Linked DNA regions of Sus scrofa: all the other regions are linked to region 2. A link is a contact called in public HiChIP or PLAC-seq data. All regions are on one chromosome and are shown on one strand. The core of a region is the stretch at or near the end of the contact, and the rest is flanking DNA. Distances in the headings are between cores, read along the strand shown. Region 1 holds the start of ARHGEF7 (rho guanine nucleotide exchange factor 7). Region 2 overlaps ANKRD10 (ankyrin repeat domain 10). Region 3 has its middle 18 kb from the start of SPACA7.

Region 1 (3,990 bases), core at 1,337-3,836, 96 kb before region 2:
TGTGTTGATGTGGCAAACTGAGGTCAAGTTCAGATCCTTTCGCGTCCACAGGAATACTCAGTGAGGTTCCCAAATGTTCCTTTTGAAGGAAAAACATCCTCAGACTAACATTCCAACATTCGAGCAAAAGCTGTTCACCGCGTGTGCTTTCTGGCAAACGCTATCTGCTGTGCATATACAAACATCAGAAAGTTCAAATAAATACTCTTCTGAGGAAATGGAACGGGCTCGTGAGACTTCTAAAACCCAGGGGTTTTTAGAGGCAGAGAATGGCTAATATTTTACTCCCCAAACCTACCTTTGTACCACAGAGAATGTGCTACTTTGATATTGAACTTTCATTGAGATTGTCCCTCTGAGACAAACAAGTCAGGGGCGGGGGGTGGGGCGGGGGGGTAAAAGGTTGGCTGCACTGTAAGAAGTTTCCAAATGACCAGTTTTAGGACATGTTGGGTTGTTTCCGTTGGGCTTCTGCGCATTAAACATGTTATTCACTCCTCTCTTTGTTGTTTCCGAGGTGAAAGGAATGCTATGGTTTTCTAAGAAAACCGTTCAACAATTTAAAAGAAAGTGATTATTGAGGTCTGCCAATCAATAGGCACGCAGCGAATATGCCAAATAACACATGCATCAACAATGACAGGTTTTGGTCAAATAGCCTCTGAAGTTTCTCAAAGCTTCACTCTTGGAATGGAACCATTTTTTTTACATAAGCCCATTTTGGTAAAGTTAGCCTGCATTTTCAATGCGTTTCAACATCTGTCTTTTATTACTAGAGGTCCTGATATCCAGATAACAACCAAGTATTCTGTGCCTTCAAAGTTAGCTCCTGCTCCTTATTCCTATCTTCAATCATAATTTTATTGTGACATCAGCTTCATTTAGAAGCACCATTTTTATTTCCTGGACAGACAGACCAGGGCTATTCATCCTAAAATGCAGATTCTGCTTTCCGAAATATGTTGCAAGTAAGAAAATACCTAAAACTCATATGTATACACAACTCATATCACATAAAATCTTTTCTGACCTTTAAAATGCCATGCCAGAACATGAGCAAACTTAAAAAGATTAAACATTTTACTTTTTAAAGTCACCTAATTAACATTTTATTATTAGCAAATTAATACTGTGCTGCTGGGCCGATATACTCCATTTTTCAAAGTTAAATAGTATTTCTCATTAGTCTGCACTTTAATTTCTACATTTAAACCATTTAAGTAACTGCTGATATTAAGATTATGTATTGGCAAAAAAAAAAAATTAGGATAGAATTGCAGTGTTTTTGAAGTACAGGGATCCGCCGCTCTACCCGCTCGCCCCTACTTAGTCAACGGAGCCGGAGGAAGCAAACTTGAATCCCTCGCAGAGTTGTGGTCAAGGTTCACACTCCAGCCCCGAGGAAACCACCAGGCAATAGAAGAGACGTCTCCAGGACTAGGGGCTCTGTTTAAAATCAGGTAGGAACCTGAAAATGAAATCTAGGATCTTATGCCAGACTTGAAGAACGCCGGGGCTTTCCTGCGCCTGCCATCTGGGCTTGGGGACAGGGGAATTGTTCCGCGGGGAGGGCAGCAAATCATTTCACAGCCCACCCTCGGCTATTGATAAATGCATCTTTTAAAAACGCACCGCAATCGGTCAGTTAAACAGAGGGCGAAACTCTCACACGGTACCACCAACAAAAGCTGTTCAAACAAAGCCTGCGAGGCAGCTGTGCGCGGCGCTGGAGCGGTTGGTTTTCGGCTCGGGTCGCGGAGAGGGGCGACTCCTCCTCCGGGCGGGGCAGAGCGGAGCGCTCCCCTTCCCTCCGGGCCTCCCCCCGGCCGTTCCCCTTGAACCCGGCCCGGCCCCCTCCCCGGCGGCCACCGCACACAATGGCGCCCCGAGCGGGATCCCGCCACCGGGTCCTCGCGCCGCCAGCGCGCCCCCCGCGCGGGCCGCGTTCCCGGGTCCGCGCACAAAGGAGGCGCGTGGGCTCCGCGGCGCCCGGCGCTCTCCCGGCCCGCGCGGCCACCAGGTGCCGGCGCCGGCGACCCTGCGCCCGAGCGTCTCCGCGCATCCCGGGCCGCGGCGGGGGCCAGGTGGGGCGCGAGGCCTCCCACCGCCCGGGGCTCCCACCGCCCGGACTCCTCCCGCCGGGCCTCCCAGCGCCCGGGCCTGTCCGCCGCGGGGGCGCGGGCCGGGGGGCACTCACTTTCTCGATGGTCCCGGGGAGCAGGCGCTCCAGCAGCCTGCAGAGGACCACCCCATCCTTCAGAGACGCTTGCAGGAAGCCCTCCGGGTCCGAGATGGTTTTCTTGGGCGACTCCAGCACCCCCAAGGTAATGAGCCACGTAACGGTCTGCTCGGCGGAATTCATAGCGGCGGCGCGCCCGGCCTCCCCGCGCCGCGAGCCCGTCTCGGCGCGGTTCACCTCGGAGCGGCCGCGGCCCGGCCGGCTGCGCCCACCGCCCCCTCCTCCTGCTCGCCCATGGAGAGGCCGGCGACGGCGATTGGCTCGGGCGGCGCCGCGGTCCGGCCGGCTCGCGCTCCCTCGCGTGCGTCCTGGCCGACTGTCAAGTGCCTTTTCATTAGATGCACATGAACCTGCGGCGGCCGCCCGGCGCCGCCCCCGCCGCCGCCTCCCGGCTGCCAGCCGCTGCCGCCGATGACATCACTGCGAGGAGAAGAAAGACGCCGCGCTGGAGCGGCCCCGCGCCCCGGCCCCCGGCCTCCCGGCCCCCCGACCCCCGGCCGCGCCGGCACCCGGCTGCCGCACACGCGCCCCCGCGCCCGCCCGGGCCCGCCGCCGTGCGCCCTCCGCACCCGGGCCGGCTGTGCGCGCGCGTCCCCACCTGCGCCGCCGGGTGCTGGGCCCCCGCCCCAAGGGCCCGGTGACCTCCAGGAGGCGACAGCCCGCCGGCCGGGGAGGGCTCGCCGGGCCTCCTACCCTCCGGGCCGCGCGCGCCCGTAGCCGTTGGCGCCCGGCGGGTCCCCAGCGCAGCCCCCTCTGAGGCGAGAGCCCAGCCAGGCTCCTCTCGCCGTCGGGCCCTTCCGCCGCCTCTTCCCTCCTCGGAAGCCCCGGAATCCTTTATCTTCTAATTCATGAACGTTATTTTTGCCAGGTTTTTTTTTTTTTTTTTTCCCCAAGAGGTTGGGGGCGGGGGGAGCTGAAAACGAGACGTTTGCTTCTCTCAGCTACCTTGCAAGCCAATAATTACCGAACACAACGATAATTAAATCTGTGACCAGATGGGCCTAATTCGGGGAGGAACTGATTTTCCTGAGGCTGCTGCCATCCTTGGGGACAGGGACGCCCCGGAGCGTGGCGCGGCCGGGGTCACGCGTGCCCTCTGCTGGGAGGCCCGTCCGCGTGCGTGACCTCACCGGCCGGGATGCGGTGGTCCCACTCTCCCCGACCGGAAGCCTTGGAGCCACTCGGCTTTAACTTGATGGCGCTGTTTCAGACACTGTGGGAGGAAGGTCAGGAACACAGCAGAGCCTGAACTGGATCTGGGCAGATGATCCCGGAGGAAGGACGGTGAGGACAGCTCACTCAGTCCAAACAAGCAACCTGGCTGGACTGGCCCTGAGCAAGAGGTCTCAGTCAGAGACCTGGCTGCGTCCGAATGGGCCAGAGCTGAAGAGCTCAGCCGCCCAACTGCTAAGCCACGAAAAAACTTCTTCAGAGGAGGGCTGACACACACCATCTTCTAAGGAAGGGAGCGTCTCTCCTTGGAGGGACCCAGTGTGCACTTTGCCTGTTTGCGGGCTATGACTGCCCGGGGCAATTTAAGACAGCATTCGCAGTCACCTACAGAGAACTTGCTCTGTGCCAAGCACATATGTTAATGCAATTGGTGACAAAGGCCAGAAAACACGAAGATTAAAAAAACCCACAGGCTTAGCTCACCTCTTCCTCTGCCTTCTTGCGGAGTCCTTCTTTTGTAATCATGAATTGTGTTTATTCCCAGCTTCGAATTAAGTGGTTAAGTTTTCTTTCCGAAT
Region 2 (4,084 bases), core at 155-2,654:
ATGGAGGGAATCCCCCAAGGAGACCCCTCCCCCGTCCCCTTTCGCAGGGACAGCGTTTCCCTGGTGATCAGAGTCCCAGGTCAGCAGGAAGGCCAAGGGGTGTGAGGTGTCGTCCTTGGTTGTGGGTCGGCACTGAGGCCCTCCCGCACTGGCCCCTTAAGGAGGCCCAGGGGAAGAGAGCCCACCCGTCCGTCTCAGGAGCCCAGGCTTCCCTCGGATCCACTGTGTGGAAGTCCTTGGCAGGGATCACACATCAGATGATGTTTACTGCATGGGTCTTACTAGGAAGTGACACCTGTTAGCTCGCCAAAGCTCCGTACTGTATGGCGCTGTGTGGGTTCTTTTTCCCCATTAAGAGATTTCTCTGCCTGCAAAGCTAGAATAAGCCTGATGAGGCAGCTTCCATAAGCTCCAGGTATCTTTGTAATTGTGCCCGGCACTTAAAACCCTGTGTGTGTGTACGAGTCCTGCCTTTCTGTGGGCAGGGCAGGCTCATGCTCCACAGTTGACCCCTTGGTGGCACAGTTTCTGTAAAGCTGCAGACCTCTGCCAGAGGCAAAGGAAGGCCCTTCTGGCGGTTTCAAGCTTGATCAGAAATAGTTTATTTTTAGAGTCTCAGAACCAACTAGGGGCTTTATTCAGTTCTCAAGTTTTAAGTGAAATTTCGTGTGCAGATTTCTGTGTGGTCCGGGCACTTTCCCGAATGAAGCCTCTTCCCTGGTCCCCCAAGGTTGGGCATGGGGGGGCTTCTTGGGCCGTGGCCACACCTGGCCGGCACTCCTCCTGTGGGGAGGGAGAGCTGGGAGGGCTTCCTCTGAGCCAATCCTAGATGATTTTGTCGCAAATATGCACTGACAGGTCCTGGAGTCTTGCCTCATCAGCCCATACCTGCTTGGCGGCCAGAGTGAAAGGCAAGACGTGTACAAGTGTCCAGTAATTCTCTCTTCAGCTGGGACAGGGAGGAAGGGAAAGAGCTGCTTTTCTAAAACAAATGGAATCAAGATGGGTGATTTTAGAAGAAAAATGTTCTGGAATGTCTACAAGCCACCTTCTCAGGTGCAATGTGGAATATTTAAACAGTTCCTTGGCGATGGCAGTAGGTGTGTGAGACAGACACCGCAGGTGCACGATCTGTGGTGACAGGAAGAGAATTCAAGTCCAGACCCTCTGTCCTTAGGATTCGAGAAGCCAGTTCTCACTCGTGGCTTGTGGTGCGGTCTTCAGGGCGTCCGGTTACACGCTCAGTGTCCCCATCCAGCTGTCTGAGCCCTTTTCCAGGTGCTGGGAGGAGTGACATGAAGGCGTCCGTGTCAGGTGCGTTGCTCAAGCAAGGCTGTGGGCAGCTGGGTCTGCCGCCAGGTGGTTGGATGCCCTGGCGGGCAGGTCCTCTGGGAGCTGCGCTGCCAAGACTGCAGGGAAAGCCTGCAGAGAGCTCGGTTAAACTCCAGGCTGTCTGCCCTAGCGCCTGCCTCCCCGTTAAGGTTTCTCGACTCAAATCTGAAAGCCTTTGGTCTGTTCATTTTTACCTTGTGTTGGTGAGGAACTGTATAAACAAAAGACACATCTAAAAATGTTTAAAATAAAACAATTTTTGAATGTAAAAAGGGACATATCTACAAGGAAGCGCATCCAAGTTGAGCCCCTAGTGCCCCAGGTCCTGGGTAAGGGATCACTTTCTGTCCTTAGAGTGGTATTGAGCCTTTCCCTTTGTTTTAAACGTCCCCAAAGGCTCTGCCACCAGCTCTTCGGGCCCCCTAGCGGCGGGTCCACCCTCATGTCCAGCTTCATTTTGGAGCTGGTCTCATCTGAGGTGGTGAGTTATTTTTAGTCGTCGTTGCTTTCTGTGTGTGTGCCCTTTGCGGCTAGAGCCTGGACTTCACTCATTGATGAAACGCTGCTGGGCACGGCTGGAGGGAGCCAGGAGACAAAGTCCCTGCTTTTATGAAGCCAGTTTTGTTGGGTTTGGGGGGAGGAGGGAGGGCATCATGGTTTGGCATGGTTTTGTTTTGTTTTCTTTTCTTTTTAGGGCCACACCTGCGGCATATGGAGATTCCCAGGCTAGGAGTCGAATTGGAGCTGTAGCCGACGGCCTACACCAGAGCCACAGCAACTTGGGATCTGAGCTGCATCTGCAACTACACCACAGCTCATGGCAACACCAGATCCTTAACTCCCTGAGCGAGGCCAGAGATTGAACCTGCAACCTCATGGTTCCTATAGTCTCATTCATTAACCACTGAGCCACAATGGGAACTCCATGGCACCTTTTTAAAAACTTGCTCTTCAGGGGTCTGAAATTGCAGCTCTAACCTGAATATCACTCTCCCCAAAGAACCCTGGCCCTCAGTTCCAAACCAAAACCAGGCATCGAGAGCATGGATGCATAGAGCTCTCTGTGCTTGCAGCCCCAGGGCTGTCTTTTCTGTCGAGAGTTTGTGGCTTTGCCCCAAGAAGCTCCCCTGGTTCTCAGTGCACCGATTTAGCCCCTCTGGTGCCGCGGGGCAGGAGGAAGGAGGCGTGGCCCGTGCGGCCTTGGGCCTGGCTGAGAGGGCTTATCAGCGGGTTCCTGGGCCCTCCCTCCCTCCCCCTTTTCAAAGGCGGCCTCTTGACCCCTGCCTTCTCGGAAGTGCCTTCTTTCGTGGTGAGGATGGGGCCTCACCTGTCCCTGATTTGGGGCCTGTGGAGGATGAAGAGAAACGTCGCCAGAGACCGACGTCCTTAGATTGTTGCCTCCGGTTTAAAGCGTCCCTGTTGGGGGGTGTCTTGGGCCTCATACCTGTGCACGTCTGGTCTTTCTCGGACACACAGATCACTCCTCTGTTTCTTCCACATACTAATCATTGAGAATACGAGTTTCTCTTTTATTAAGACTTTTTCCTTTAAAACTGTTTCAACAGTTTGCGGAGTACTCTAGAACCAATATTCACGTTCCAGTGTTGAAAATGACTCATGTGCCGCTGATTGGAAGCCATCGAAGCTGCAAAGCTCAGTTGTTTATCTGAGTAAAGAACCAGAAGTGGGAGTTCCCATCGTGGCGCAGCGGAAAAGAGTCCGACTAGGAACCATGTGGTTGCGCGTTTGATCCCTGGCCTCGCTCAGTGGGTTAAGGATCCAGCGTTGCCTGAGCTGTGGCGTAGGTTGCAGACGTGGCTAAGATCTGGTGTTGGCCGTGGCTGTGGTGTAGGCCGGCGGCTACAGCTCTGATTCGACCTCTAGCCTGGGAACCTCCATATGCCGTGGGAGTGGCCCTAGAGAAAAACCAGAACCAGAAGTACATGCAAAGGTATAGGGCTGTCAGGATGTTCAGAATGGGAGAGAAAGGAAGCTACTGAGGCAGTGGGGGGTGAGCTGTAGTCCAGCCGAACAGTGGATCGTTACTCAGCTTTCAAGATTTTTTGAATTTAGTTGATGGGATGCATTCATTAACCATGAATAAAAAGCAGGGCGCGGAAGTGACTTTTTCAGGACCACTTTTGTTAAAAACACATGCTTGTTAATACTAGAACCTCCATATGCCGCGGGTGTGGCCCTAAAAGAAGAGAAAGAAAAAAAGGACTAGAGAGCCACACGCTGCATGGGAGTGACTGCTGCTGACGGGTTGCCCTGGGGTTTGCAAGAGATGTTTCTGCAGTGTGACCTCACGAGGGGGAGAGGCCAGGTGTGCCCGAGATGCTCTCCGGGGTACGGAGAGGGTGCCCACCTTCAGCGCGAAATGTCTTGGAACCCAGCCGACTGGAGCGTGTTCCCAGTCTTGTCGCATCCTGGCGCATGGGCCGGAGCCACGTTCGGGCGGTGTTGGACAAGCCTGACCTGATCTTGGCTTTTACTTTCTGTCAGTGAAATAAGTGAATTTTTTTTAATTTGAGGATTATTTTAGAGGTTTTTATGTTCAAGAATTGTCGTTTTTTAATGAAAAACAACTTTGAGGGCATAACTACAGTGTCTTGAATCTTAAAAAGTACTTGGAGTTCCCGTCGTGGCGCAGTGGTTAATGAATCCGACTAGGAACCATGAGGTTGCGGGTTCCATCCCTGACCTCGCTCAGTGGGTTAAGGACCCGGCATTGCCGTGAGCTGTGGTGTAG
Region 3 (3,761 bases), core at 641-3,140, 65 kb before region 2:
TCACACATAAACATAATATCATAGAAATCACTCTACATTATTCCTTTGTATTTTCTTTTCTTTTTTTTTTTTTTTTTTTTTTTTTTGTCTTTTCTAGGGCTGCACCTGCGACATATGGAGGTTCCCAGGCTTGGGATCAAATTAGAACTGCAGTTGCCGGCCTGCACCATGGCCACAGCAACGCTAGATCCAAGTCACATCTGCAACCTACACCACAGCTCACGGCAATGCTGGATCCTTAACCCACTGAGCGAGGCCAGGGATTGAACCCACGTCTTCATGGATCCTAGTTTAAAGGGTCAAGATCCTGTTTAAAGGGTCAGGGGTCTGAATGTCTTCTATTTTACGTGATGGAGTTTGTAATTCTGTTTCTTATTTTCCTTTCATCTTCACCTTTGGGGCCGCGTCTGGGTGACGAAGAGGAGATAGCTAACTTTATTACATCTCCCCCCCCCAGACACCTTCGTACACACCAAGCGTTTGCACGGTTCCGGTGCGCAAGGATGACGTCCCTCGTCGAGTACAGTTTTCGCCGCAATGCGGAGACCATCAAACAAGTCGCTTTTCTGTATCTTATATCACAACGTCTTATAAGACATCGAAAGGTGCTCACTTGATTCTATGAATAGTGTAAACTTGTAGTTTAAGGGTTACTGCTAAATGGGGCTTGAGGATTAGATCGTGGCAACCTTACGGAATTATTACTGCACAACATGAAATGCTCTTTTCCTGATTTTGATAGTTGTGTGGGCGTTTATTAAAAATACACACTGAGGTAATTTTCAGGTAACAGAGTATCATGACTTCAACTTACTCTCAAAGGGTTCAGGAAAAAAATGGTCTTTTTGTACTGCTACTTGCAATCTTTATGTAGGTTTAAGGAGGTTTTTTGAGTTTTGTTTTTTTTTTTTTTTTTAAATCCTTGGAGATGCTGCTGCAAAGGAAGCGGAAGCTTCAATAAAAGGTAGGAATAAACGTGTTTAGCCAAGAGGTTCTGAATGTAACTGTGACGGTGGCCAGTTCAGAAGAGCAGCACCCATGTGATAAATTCATTTGAGTAATAAAAAAAAGCAGAAGAGCAGCACAGGCGGCCGGCGACCAGGGAGAGCCGTCTACACAACGGAGTCTCCACAAGCCCGTCGGCCTCAGGCAGCCGCACTCCTCCCCGTCCAGCCTCCGATGAGGCTGGCAACCCCAGCAGGCACAGCCTCCCATCCCCTTCCTTCATGGCTGCTCTTTCCATCTGACTTTCTGAAAGTTTTAACCCTATGCTCAGCTGCCAAGTAAGATGATCATGTCTCAGCCTCAGCTGAACTTCTTTTTGGAAGTTCCTGGGCCAGGAATCCAGCCTGTGCCACAGCAGATCTGCCAACGCCAGGTCCTTAACCCACTGAGCCACCGGGGACCTCCTCAGCTGAACGTTTTAAATAACAATTTATAAATGCTCTCCAGGGCAGGGGCTGAACAGGCACTTTTTGCGCTGCTGCTTCCCATTCCGTGATTCTGGACATAAAAACAGACGGCGAGCAGCGCACCCCTTGGGGGCATTCGTCCCGTCAGCTGCCTCCCTGCCCCCGCCACCTCGTCTGAGCCAGTAGCCAGAGCGCGTCCCACGTCAACCAGCTCAGCTTTCCGGGCAGTGGGTTTACAGGAAGTCTCTAAATAGCAGCAGCTGTCGCTCTCTCAAGGAAACTTCTGGGAGCACATCTGCGGAGTTCAAGTAAAATGTGAGGTTCTCTTTAAGCCTCGATTAAGAAATAGCAAAGGTTAGTCTCGCAAGCCAACTTAGTGACCCCCCCAGAATTTTCTGTCCCTCAGACACACTGGGAAACTGACCAGCCAGATGGACAACGGCCAGGACGTGTAAAACAATAGAACTCTGGCCCACAACCTGCAGCAGCTGGCCCGGAAAACCAACCCTCACCACAGACAACAACCCTGGAGCCGGTCGACTGTCTCCAGTGACAGCCCAGGAGGCTAAATCGCAACGTCTGGAAACTTCAGCTCCCCATGGCCAGGACTTGACCAAGACCTGACAGCTTCCCTGACTTTTGCCCCTTCTCGAAATTTAGGACCAACCAGAAATACTGAGGCTGTTCTTTTTTTTTTTTTTTTTTTTTTTTTTTTCGTCTTTTTGCTATTTCTTTGGGCCGCTCCTGTGGCATATGGAGGTTCCCAGGCTAGGGGTCGAATCGGAGCTGTAGCTGCCAGCCTGCGCCGGAGCCACAGCAACGTGGGATCCGAGCCGCGTCTGCGACCTACACCACAGCTCACAGCAACGCCGGATCGTTAACCCACTGAGCAAGGGCAGGGATCGAACCCGCAACCTCATGGTTCCTAGTCGGATTCGTTAACCACTGCGCCACGACGGGAACTCCCTGAGGCTGCTCTAACCCAGCATCTCTCCCACCCCAAATAGCTCCCGAGCTCCCGGCCGCCCTCCAGGGCTTGGGGGCTGACTGTCTGTCCCACAGTCCCTGAGAGCTTTTTCCAGGGCTGTGACATGTCGGTGACGGAGCCACTGGGGTCCACCTCGGCTTCCTAAGGCACCTGTCCTCACAGGCAGCACTGAGCAGAGCGAGGCCAGGTGTTTGGGGAACCCAGAGACGCAGTGACAACGGCGGCTACCCTGGATGTCCACGTGTGCCCGCCACTGACTCCTGTCACCTCGCTTAAACCTCCCGACGGCTTTACGAGGCAGGACTTGTCATCACCAAGGGCAGGAAAACGGAGGCAAAGGGGCTTTGAATTGCGCGGTCAGCGGGGAGAAGGGGCGGCCGAGAGTCCGGCGGGGTAAGCGGCAGCGCCTGGCTCTCTGCCCTCGGATGCGCTCCCACGACACCTGCGTGGCCCGGGCGGCTCCCCCTCCCCGCCCCGGGAGTTAGGACCCTGGTCAGAAAGGACAGCTCTATCTGCGGGACCTCAGGGGCCAACACCCCAGAGCCTTCCACTCACACGGGCGGGAGGCCAAAGGGGAGCCCAAGGCCAGAGACGGAGCCCACAGCACGCTGAGGCCACGGCTAACCCGCTGCTGTGCGAGTGCCCTGGGGCCCAAGCCGCCCTGCAGGCACCTGGCAGCCACAGGGCATCAGCCAGAATTAACACGCGAGACCCTTTGCTCCCAACTATTACCAGTTGTTTGAAATTACTAATAGGTGTGGAACAGGCTGCATAGACAGCATGTAGAAGTAGGCGTTCTAAGTTTAATTTTTAAAAAACTGGTGTGTAAAAAACGTATCTTTTAACCTGGATTCATTCTTCTTCCCCCAAAGCACAGGTTTCAAAAAAAAATCTATGGTAATAGCTTTCAAGGCTTTTTGAAGCTTAAGAACGGAGATTTTAAATAGTAATTTTAATTCAAAGGTGACATAATCATCTACTTAGCGGCTCTTTGAAAAATTTCTATCCTTTTATTTCCAGTTAATTGCCTAAAAGTTAAATTTAGTTATGAATTTCCTATTAAAAAAACTCAAGTCATCACAAGTAAGAAAGATTAGATTCCTTCTCATGAATCTATTTAAAAGCCTGGCTTGGCATTCCCGTCATGGCGCAGTGGAAACGAATCCGACTAGGAACCATGAGGCTGCAGGTTCGATCCCTGGCCTCGCTCAGTGGGTGAAGGATCCGGCGTTGCCATGAGCTGTGGTGTAGGTCGCAGACGCAGCTCGGATCTGGCGTTGCTGTGGCTGTGGCGTAGGCCAGCAGTTACAGCTCTGATTTAACCTCTGGCCTGGGAACCACCATATGCCGCAGGTGCAGAC

The links. HiChIP or PLAC-seq counts read pairs in DNA pulled down with a chosen protein or histone mark.
Region 1: a contact with region 2 is called in an H3K27ac HiChIP or PLAC-seq map of skeletal muscle. The contact joins the promoter of ARHGEF7 here to the enhancer-like site in region 2. A contact is called at or near these places in 6 of 47 Hi-C or Micro-C datasets (alveolar macrophages, embryonic fibroblasts, heart right ventricle and 3 more) and 2 of 2 datasets of contacts at active chromatin or transcription factors (alveolar macrophages and skeletal muscle).
Region 3: a contact with region 2 is called in an H3K27ac HiChIP or PLAC-seq map of skeletal muscle. The contact joins two enhancer-like sites. A contact is called at or near these places in 5 of 47 Hi-C or Micro-C datasets (embryonic fibroblasts, mesenteric adipose tissue, retroperitoneal adipose tissue and 2 more) and 2 of 2 datasets of contacts at active chromatin or transcription factors (alveolar macrophages and skeletal muscle).

The regions. Positions count from the first base shown.
Region 1 is chr11:77,425,948-77,429,937 of Sscrofa11.1, reverse strand. ARHGEF7 (rho guanine nucleotide exchange factor 7) reads right to left here and starts at 2,586. Exons shown (of 22, transcript XM_021065922.1): 1 at 2,198-2,586. The coding sequence starts at 2,362. It overlaps LOC102167979 (a long non-coding RNA gene), which reads left to right and starts at 2,839. Exons shown (of 3, transcript XR_002336778.1): 1 at 2,839-3,990.
Region 2 is chr11:77,328,766-77,332,849 of Sscrofa11.1, reverse strand. The region is part of intron 4 of ANKRD10 (ankyrin repeat domain 10); the gene reads left to right. Among named protein-coding and RNA genes, the nearest start is that of ANKRD10, 25 kb to the left of the region's middle. Within about 2 kb of position 1,404, at least 13 of the 83 cell types and tissues checked have an H3K27ac peak or open chromatin away from gene starts, as enhancers often do. A contact at or near this core is called in skeletal muscle, where this site is marked.
Region 3 is chr11:77,394,605-77,398,365 of Sscrofa11.1, reverse strand. No RefSeq gene overlaps it. Among named protein-coding and RNA genes, the nearest start is that of SPACA7, 18 kb to the right of the region's middle. Within about 2 kb of position 1,890, at least 29 of the 83 cell types and tissues checked have an H3K27ac peak or open chromatin away from gene starts, as enhancers often do. A contact at or near this core is called in skeletal muscle, where this site is marked.